2 separate regions of the Mus musculus genome follow, and region 1 is linked to region 2. The links are chromatin contacts, called in public Micro-C maps. All regions are on one chromosome and are shown on one strand. Each heading gives the region's core, a stretch centred on a gene start, on an enhancer-like site or on the middle of the called end of the contact. The rest is flanking DNA. Distances are from core to core; before and after follow the strand shown. Region 1 overlaps Gm31420 (a long non-coding RNA gene). Region 2 overlaps Notch2 (notch 2).

Region 1 (4,364 bases), core at 1,002-3,501, 290 kb after region 2:
CTAGTTAGGTTCATAGAAAATTCTGTCAGGCTCCCTGCAAGAACTCTGGGAACCGGTTTCAGGTTCTTTGGAGCCTGGAATGGATTTTCCTGCTCAGTCCCCGTCCTGCACTGGCCTTTGCAGTCAGAAAGGCCTAGAAGTCTGCTTCTCAGCTTCTCACCCACCTCCCCACCCACCCACCCTTTACCCCTCCCCAGTAGCAGTTCGTAGAGGACTTCCATACCTTATCCGGCTCATATTGCATAAGTGTTTACTCTTTCAACAGGATTTCTGGTTGTCTATCATGTGCTAACTGTGCAAAGGGCTGGAGAACTGAAACAAAATCTGGTCCCCCAGGAGAGGAATCTAAGCGATCCCAGCCCAGTTTGTCATCCGATTGGAAATTAGAAATGTGTCCACCAGGTGGCGATCAAGAGAAGTCACTAGAACTTTTTTTTTTTTTTTAATTTATTTATTCCCTCCCTCCATCTACCTCTGACTACTGTTTTATTTCCCCTTCTGAGTGGATTCAAGCATCCTCCTTTGAGCCGTCCTTGTTATTTAGCTTCTTTGGCTCTGTAGATTGTAGCATGGTTATCCTGTACTTTATGACGAATATCCACTTAAAAATGAGTACATAGCATGGATTTCCTTTTGGGTCTGGGTTACCTCACTCACTTGGGATGATATTTCCTAATTTCACAGGGTGGGTGAGGGTTAGGTGTAGAGAGAGATGGGGAGAGAGGGCCGAGAGAGTGAAGGAAAATCAGTGAGAGTTGGGGTGGAGGGCGCATCTCTAGAATGTGCCAGAGACCTGGGATGGGGGAGGCTCCGAGGAGTCTATGAGGGTGACTGTAGCTGAGACTCCTAGCAGTGGGGATATGGAGCCTGAAGAGGCCATCCCCTGTAGCCAGGCAGGACTCCCAGAGGAAGGATAAGGACACCAACCCATCCACAAAACTTTCCACCCAAAATTTGTCCTGCCTATAAGAAATGCAGGGACAAAGATGGAGCAGAGACAGAGGGAATAGCCAGTCAATGTCTGGCCCAACTTGAGAGCCATCTCATGGGTAAAAACCAATCCTGGACACTGTTAATGATACTCTGTTATGCTTGCAGACAGCAGCCTAGCATAACTGTTTTCTGAGAGGCTCCACCCATCAGCTGACTGAAACAGATGCAGTGACCCACAACCAAATATTAGAGGGAGTTTGGAAGGAGACTCCACAGGAAGACCAACAGAGTCAACTAACCTGAACCCTTGGAAGCTCCCAGAAATCGGACCACCAACCAAAGAGCATACACAGGCTGGACCTAGGCTTCCCACTCATATGTTACTGTGGGGAGTGGGTGTGGCGGTTATCCCAAGATGGTGCCCGGGACTGTAGCCAAGTCTAATGACTTGCACCTGACTTCCTCATACACCTGAAAATAAGGCACGTCCATCGTGAGAGCTGCGCAGGCCCACCATGATGCAAGATCAGGCCATTTGATGAAGGCCAATGAACTGAGATTACGCGGACTGGGCTGATGGGGCGTGGTTGAGGGGTTATATAAGGGATTGCGATTGGGGCTAGAGGAGATTCCTGCTTGCATGTTGAAAGCTTCCTGAATAAACTGCTTTGAGAAGAACGCTGTGTCGTCACTCTTTTTTGCTGGTCGGAGACAGAAGCGACATGTTACAAGTGTGCGGCTTGGTCTTTATGCAGGACCCCGACAACTGGAGCAGGGCTCTCCCCAGCTCTGTTGCCTACCTGTGGATCCTGTTCCTCTAACTGGGCTGTTTTGTCTAGCCTCAGTAAGAGAGGATGTGCCTAGTCCTGCGGTGACTTAATATGCCAGGGTGGGGTGGTACCTAGGGTGGTCTCCCCACTTCTCAGAGGAGAAGAGGAGAGGGATGAAGGGAGGGGCCATGTGAGGGAAGGACCGGGAGGAGAGGGAGGCTGAGATCAGGATGTAAAGTGAACAAATGAATAAATTAATCAGTGGAAAAATGCGTATTTATTTTATTTTATGTGTAAGAAGAGGGTGTCAAGCCCCTGTAGCTGGAGGTCTGGAGGGTTGTGAGCCACCCTGTGGAAGAACAGGCACACAGCACAGTGACTTCTGCCTCATGTGTACTTTTCTATCGGTTGTTTTAATTGTTCACTTTCCAGGCCTCGCTGAGATACCCAAGACAGAAACACAAATGCCTCTCTGTCCCCATGCTGCACACTCATTTGCCGACTGTGAGTGGCACGTTTTATAGAATGGAATGCACAGAATGAGGTGTGCCCTGGGGAGGAAATTCCTGTGTGGATGGATGACTGGTTCCAGCTCATTACCACCATGGCATCCTTCAAAGATGACACACATCTCTCCCAGCTGTGCTTTCCCCGTCTGCTCAGTCTCCGTGTAATTTGATTAAATGTGTCTTTTCCCCCCATCATAATGGAGAGAGAGGCCATGATCCTAGTATGCTAGGAAGATGAGTGCTGGCTGAGGAAACCTGAGACAGGCAGTGGCACCTGTCAGGCCCTGGCTGTATGGACTGCAGGTGGAGGTGCATAGGCCCCTTGGAGAGCGAGCGTATGATGACCCCATGTGACCTGGATGCCCGATATTGAACTGCAGAATCTGGTGTTCACGCTGCTGGGTTTCAGTCTTTGTTTGATCCAGTGTTTCTTTTTTGCTATTTTCCTGCTCCTTCCTTTTGGGATGTGATTTTAAAAATTTGTTATTATTATAATTGTTGTTGTTATTATTATTATTATGGTGTGTGAGATATGTGTGAATATGCATGCATATACGGTGCACATGTGGCCAGGGGCCAGCTCTCAGGATCCACTCTCTCCTTCCATTTTTTACCGTGTGATCCAAGGATCCAACACAGGCCATCAGATTTGTGGGCAAATGTTATTATTCACTGGTATCTGATGGATGGCCTGTATGTGATCTTGTCTCCTCCTCCTCTTCCTCCTCCTCTTCCTTCTTCTTTGAAACTAAAATGTCCTTTCCTGAGGGAGGAGGGAGATTCATGGGTCCCATCTCCAAGGTTTTATAAGCAATAAACTTTTATGAGGAAGAGGAAAAAGGAGTCTTTGGTGACTGCCACACATTGAGCAGGAGCTCCAGGGATGTCACCACCTACTTTAGTGGTTGGGTTTTGGGTGACACAGCTCATTTTGAGTCATTGTTTATCTGGTCTGTCCATGCTATGGGGGTGGGGGTGGTGGTGTGAATTGATGTTTCTTTATGTCCCATTAGGAAAAATACTGTAACAACTACCACTTCTGGCTGCATTGCCTCAGCAAGTTTATTGAAGTCAGAATAGTTTTGATTCATTTAGACTGGGAGTCACATGACCATTCCTTGTTTCCCCCATAAAGACTAGAAAGTCAGTACCTTGTTCTCTTCCTCTTTTGTATTTAATTTCCTGTCAAAGCATAGGCTAACGTGGAAGATGCCATGTGTTTGTGATAGTCTGTTGCAATCCCTTCCTCACAGGGACACACTCTTTCTGGGTAGGTAACACAGCCTCCACTGGCTCCTTAGCGACAGCAGGGGAAGCACAACTACGACCTGGAGGTGTGTGATGACATACCATTTGGTGAAGTCAGCCATGTTGGGTTTGCCCCCTCAGACTGCTGGGCAGAGGCAATGAAACTTCTCCCAAACTCATCTGTATTCAGGAACCAAGGGCAACATGTCTTGGGGAGATGTAAACAAACCCTAGACAGGGCAGCAAGAATAGACCAAAGAAGCAACTGCATCCAAGTGTGGCTTGATGAGGCAGGAGGATTAGTGGACTGACTTACACAGCATGTGGCCCAGGCTGGCCTTGAACTCACTCAATAGAGGAAGATGACCTCGGACTCCCTCTGGGTCCTCCTGCTCCCACCTCCCAAGTGCTGGAATCACCTTGCTTGGCTTAGGAAATGTTCTCATATAAATGTTTTAGTTTCTTATTGTCTGATTTTGAATTTTAAAAAGTCAGATTTATTACTATCATTGTTTTTGTATGATGCGTGTACAGGCACATGCCTCACAGCATGTGTGTTTATTGTGGGAAATACCAAAAGAATCGGCAAGTTCCCGTGCTTTTCCCAGCTACTCTCAGTCCTGCCAGGCTGGTCGGCTTGTTCTTATCTCATGGAGACTCTTTAACTCAGAGCTCCAAAATCTCTCCATCCAGCTCACTAAGTTCCTTCAGGAGGGTCGCTGCCATACCAACCCAGTGCTTCAAAACCCCATGACCTTTGTGGTGTACCTCAGGCAAACCCACTCTTTGCCGCTGTACTTTTCTCTCTTGAACCCACATGAGGCACCCTGTGAAGGAAATGCAACACAAACTTAGTTCAGAAACAATGATAACTCAATCTCTGGGCACAACAACTGAAATCCTA
Region 2 (4,307 bases), core at 759-3,258:
CCGTTGTTTCAACACAATGCACCAGGTCAAAGTCTACAAGGAATTCAGGCATCTTCCCAGGGCTTGGGAATGATGCACAGTGCAGGAGCAAGGTCTGCCTCCATCAGCAGTAATATGGAAGTCACCCAGATAGACCGTTAGGTTAATCGTAACAGCATCTTATATACATTCAAATGTGGACCAGATAGAACTTAGTGGTGTAAGGAGTGCTTGTCAGGATTACAGCCCCTGGCATGCTGCTGCAACACAACACTTAGAGCACGCATCTCCTTCTCTCAGACAGTTTGTCTGTTATGGTGAAGGGTGTGATAAGAGCCGCTCTGTGATGTTTTAGTCACATTCTAATATTTTTCAGGGTTCAGGGCACATGGTAAAGGACTGATTATTTCTTCTGCTACATCAAGGACACAAGCCTCAGCACTGTCTGTGTGTCCCGGTTCCATCATTCAAGGCTGCTGAAGAGCCTGGGCACTCCGCTTGTTCTCAGAGCTCTGATGAATGCGCTGAGACTCTCTGCTGGAAGATAAGGGCGCTCACGACATTCCATTGTAAATAAAGCATGTGTTCCCATCTCCTCACTCCTTATACCAGCCTCCTACAGAGGGTCGAGTTGCTGTGAATGAGTGGGTCTGAGGTCGTGCCTCTTCAGCCTCTTCAGTCTGGATGTGTTAGCATCAGTGTGCTTGTTGCTTTATTCAGATGAGGGGGTGGAAAAACCTGAGCACCTGTGAACCAAGCGAGGTGGGGCTCCAGAAGACGAGCCCTGGCCTCCCGGCTCCCATGTCGGTTTTTTCCTGTGGGAAACTTTTAATTTGGAAGCATTCAGCTAATGTGGGAATCAAGATTAACATTTTCTGAAATACTTGTACAAGAAAGGCAGAAACGTGCTGTCCAGGAAGCAGATTTACATAGTAGAAAAAAATGCCTGCCTTGCAGGGTTTGGTAGTCTTTGTGTGTCAGATGTGAGTGTGTGTGTGTGTGTGTGTGAGAGAGAGAGAGAGAGAGAGAGAGAGAGAATGTGTGTGTGAGAGAGAGTGTGTGTCTCTCTGTGTGTGTGTGTGTGTGTGTGTGTGTGTGTGTGAGAGAGAGAGAGAGAAAGAGAGAGAGAGAGAGTGTGTGTGTGTCTGTGTGTAGGGTTGATTATATACAGGTCTTTGTTTCCTTTACATCAAACCAAGAAGGCCCTAGAAAGCATGTTTTACCACAAACAGCCTGTTTGGGGCTCCACTCTGCACACCAGCGCTTCCCCTTCTTACTAAGGAAGGTGTACTGTTTCTTTCTCTGGTTTTCTTTATTTCCCTTTCATTTCTGGAAGTAGCAGTGGGGAATGAGTGGGAGTGGGAACATGGGAAGATGCATGTGATATGATATGCAGCTTCCATTTTCTCTAATTACTAGGATGTTAACTAAGTCTGTGCTTAAAACAAAACAAAACAAACAAAAAACAAACCACAGCAACAACAAAACAGTCAGCAGTGAGCACAACCCATTTAGTTTCTTTTGCATAGAGTCACAGAGTTAAGAGGCTGAAGGTCTAGTGAGATGTGGGGCTGAAGTTCTTGAAATGAGGGCCATGTCAGGTTGCCCAGTGGCCTGGGCTATTGAGTACAGCAGGGGCATTTTAGGCTGGAGTCTGAATGCTTTGGGGCATCTAGATGTTTTCAGCCTGGCTTTGGGAAAGTTAAAAGGGAACTTTCACTGGTTACGCTAGCTTCGCCTGTTAGCAATTAATTTTATCTACTTTAACAGGGGAACAGGAACAGGGTAGGGGTGGGTGGCGGTGGCAGGAAACCTGGCTGGCATCATGGTCACAGGAAAGAACAGACTGATTTGGGGCCCTTCAAACTGTAGACCTTTGTTACTGACCAGTGTTTAATTTGGTTTGTGGGTTCTGTTAGCTCCCACCCCATTCACCTTAATGGCTGTCTCCGTCCTGGGCTCAGCAGAGGCTGGCTGCTGCTGTAGAGTGGAGGGCTGAGAGGCCCAGGGCAAGAAGAAAGTGGGCTGAAAGCTGCGTTCTGTTTAAAGAATTTTCTGCTGGAAACCAGCCCAGAGGGAGTCAAGAGGAGCTTTAATGAGGAGCAGCTGCGCTGCGATCAGCCCACAGGAGACATTTTCCCTCCATCCCACATTCTGCACAGGTTTTGAAAACTCAGGATTTTGAAATTGCTGTTGTGTGAAGAATGCCCCTCCCTCTTGCGTGTGGTGGGGCTTTTCTTTGTTGTTGTTTTTAATGACCAGATCCTCACCAAAAGTAAAAATAAAACTCCTAAAAACAAAACCAAAAGGGTTGCAGTAGAGCCTGGGCACAATTTGGGCTCACCCTGCTGCTGAACATTTGGTGGGGAAAGTGGGGGAGCAAGCCCTGGGGTTTAGTTGGAAGAGACGTTGTTTCCTTCTCAGACTTCACCCGTGTTGGAGCTGACAGAGCCTCTCACTGCTCTTGGCGTTTCTCTCGATGGGTGGCTATTCACGTGGGAAAGTTTTCTGCCCTGTATTACTGGGGAGACAGCTATTGCAGATAGACTATAGGTGGGAACTGCCATTCACGTCCCTGCCTCATGTCAAGAATGCAGGCCTGTGAGAGGCAGGGGCTGTTTCAGCGAGGGGGGCTGTACTGGAATCCTTTCGGATGGAATCTTTTCTACTGCGTTTCTCTCTTTCCTGCCTTCACCCTGTTCCACCATGTGCATGTGAAATGAACAGTAGGTTCTTTTGTGTCATCAACAGTAGACTTTTAAGAACTAGGTAATGGATGTAGCCGTGGGGACCAGGCAGCAAGCACCTGCCTGTGTCTGTGGCCTTGCCTGCTGTGCTCATCTCTAAGGACAGAATAAGACCCGTGGCTGCCTGGTTCTGCTGTCTTTTACTTAGCATAATATTTCCAGTGTTGTAGGATGTGACAGGAGTCTATCTCTTTTCACAGACAAATAATATTTTATTGTGTGGATATAATGGCTTTTATTTCTCTACTCATCAGATGGTGGGCATTCGGGCTATTTCTACCTTCAGCTATTATGAGTCATGCTGGCATGGACATATGGACGAACTTTTTTTTTTTTTAATGAAGAGTGCTAGTATGAACATATACTTTTAGTTACTGTGGTGTGTGTGTGGGGGGGTGGGGGGGGCAGAATTTTAGAGAAAGATGTATCTTATAATGGAAAGACCAAAGAATGTTAAAGCAGCAAGCCAGTAGTTTTACTTAAAAAGTACATTTGCTACATAGTGTTCTCAGTGCTGTGATGATGTGAAGACCCCAGGAGGGCAGGCACTCATACTGAGTCTGTGTCAAAGAGAGGGGGCCAGTGCTGTGCTCCCGAATCCATGGTGAGCCAGCTCTGCAGTCCAGGCGGCTGGTTCTGGGGCACAGGCTCAGCAGCACCAAGTGACCACTTAGTAATGGAAGTGTAGTCAACATAGTAAAGGCCTGCCACGGGCGTGTGTTGGTGCAAGCAGGGCCTGGTGATTGCCTCTTCGGAATATTTTAGAAATGCTTATGGCATTCGATAGAAATCACCTTAAGGTGCCTTAAGGTTCTGCTATTCAGGGATGCGTGGAGGTGGGAAAAGAGCCAGTAACAAGATGTCTGGCCTGAGGCTTTAAAGATGATCTGAATTGCTATCAAGAGGGAAACTGTGAACATGAGTGATAAGCGTTACAGGAATTCGGTTAACAAGACTTGTCAGACACAGCAATTATATATAACTTCAAGGGATTAAATAAAAGTCGAATTATGACCCCTAGAAAATTGGAAGAGCTGAAGTTTCATGGAAAAATGATGTTTTCCTAATGTTTGTCTTTAAGTCATTGGCAGGACATAGTATGATAGGTGAATGGTTTAGAAAGCTAAACTGGTGCCCTAGAGTGGTGTCCTTTGGCATCTTTTGTGTTTAAATCATTGTAAAATGACAAACATTAAATGTATAGTAGAGAGAAGAGCAGTGTGGCCCAGAGTTGAATTGAAAATGACCATGATGGAAGAGGAAAGAGGTAGACTAACTTTGCCAGGTCTTGTGAGAGACATGGTCACATTCCAGATGGTGCGGGAAGTGACCCGCACAGCTTCCAGTGGGAATGGGGACTCACTTATAGTGAGCAGAGAAGTGTCAGCTAAGCCTGACCAAGTCGGAACTCTCAGAAGGTGATCATGGAGCCTGCTGGGCTGCAGGCTGTGTTCTGAGAACTGCGGACGGTGTGGATGGAGAGAAAGAGGACTGTCTGCCCAGCGTCCGAGAAGCCTGTTTGTGCACAGGATGCCTCCATAGAAGGAAAGGGCAGAGGGACTTAGTTGAAAAGGTAAGTTA

What was found. Hi-C and Micro-C count contacts between places; a contact is called where the count stands out from the background.
Region 1: a contact with region 2 is called in a Micro-C map of muscle stem cells, with 4 times the contacts expected there. The contact joins two enhancer-like sites. A contact is called at or near these places in 1 of 484 Hi-C or Micro-C datasets (muscle stem cells) and 1 of 9 other capture datasets (liver).

Annotation. Positions count from the first base shown.
Region 1 is chr3:98,353,695-98,358,058 of GRCm38.p6, forward strand. It overlaps Gm31420 (a long non-coding RNA gene), which reads left to right. Exons shown (of 3, transcript XR_001783933.2): 3 at 1,099-1,605. Among named protein-coding and RNA genes, the nearest start is that of Gm31420, 5.0 kb to the left of the region's middle. Within about 2 kb of position 2,252, at least 72 of the 459 cell types and tissues checked have an H3K27ac peak or open chromatin away from gene starts, as enhancers often do. A contact at or near this core is called in muscle stem cells, where this site is marked.
Region 2 is chr3:98,061,568-98,065,874 of GRCm38.p6, forward strand. The region is part of intron 2 of Notch2 (notch 2); the gene reads left to right. Among named protein-coding and RNA genes, the nearest start is that of Gm40103, 38 kb to the left of the region's middle. Within about 2 kb of position 2,009, at least 197 of the 459 cell types and tissues checked have an H3K27ac peak or open chromatin away from gene starts, as enhancers often do. A contact at or near this core is called in muscle stem cells, where this site is marked.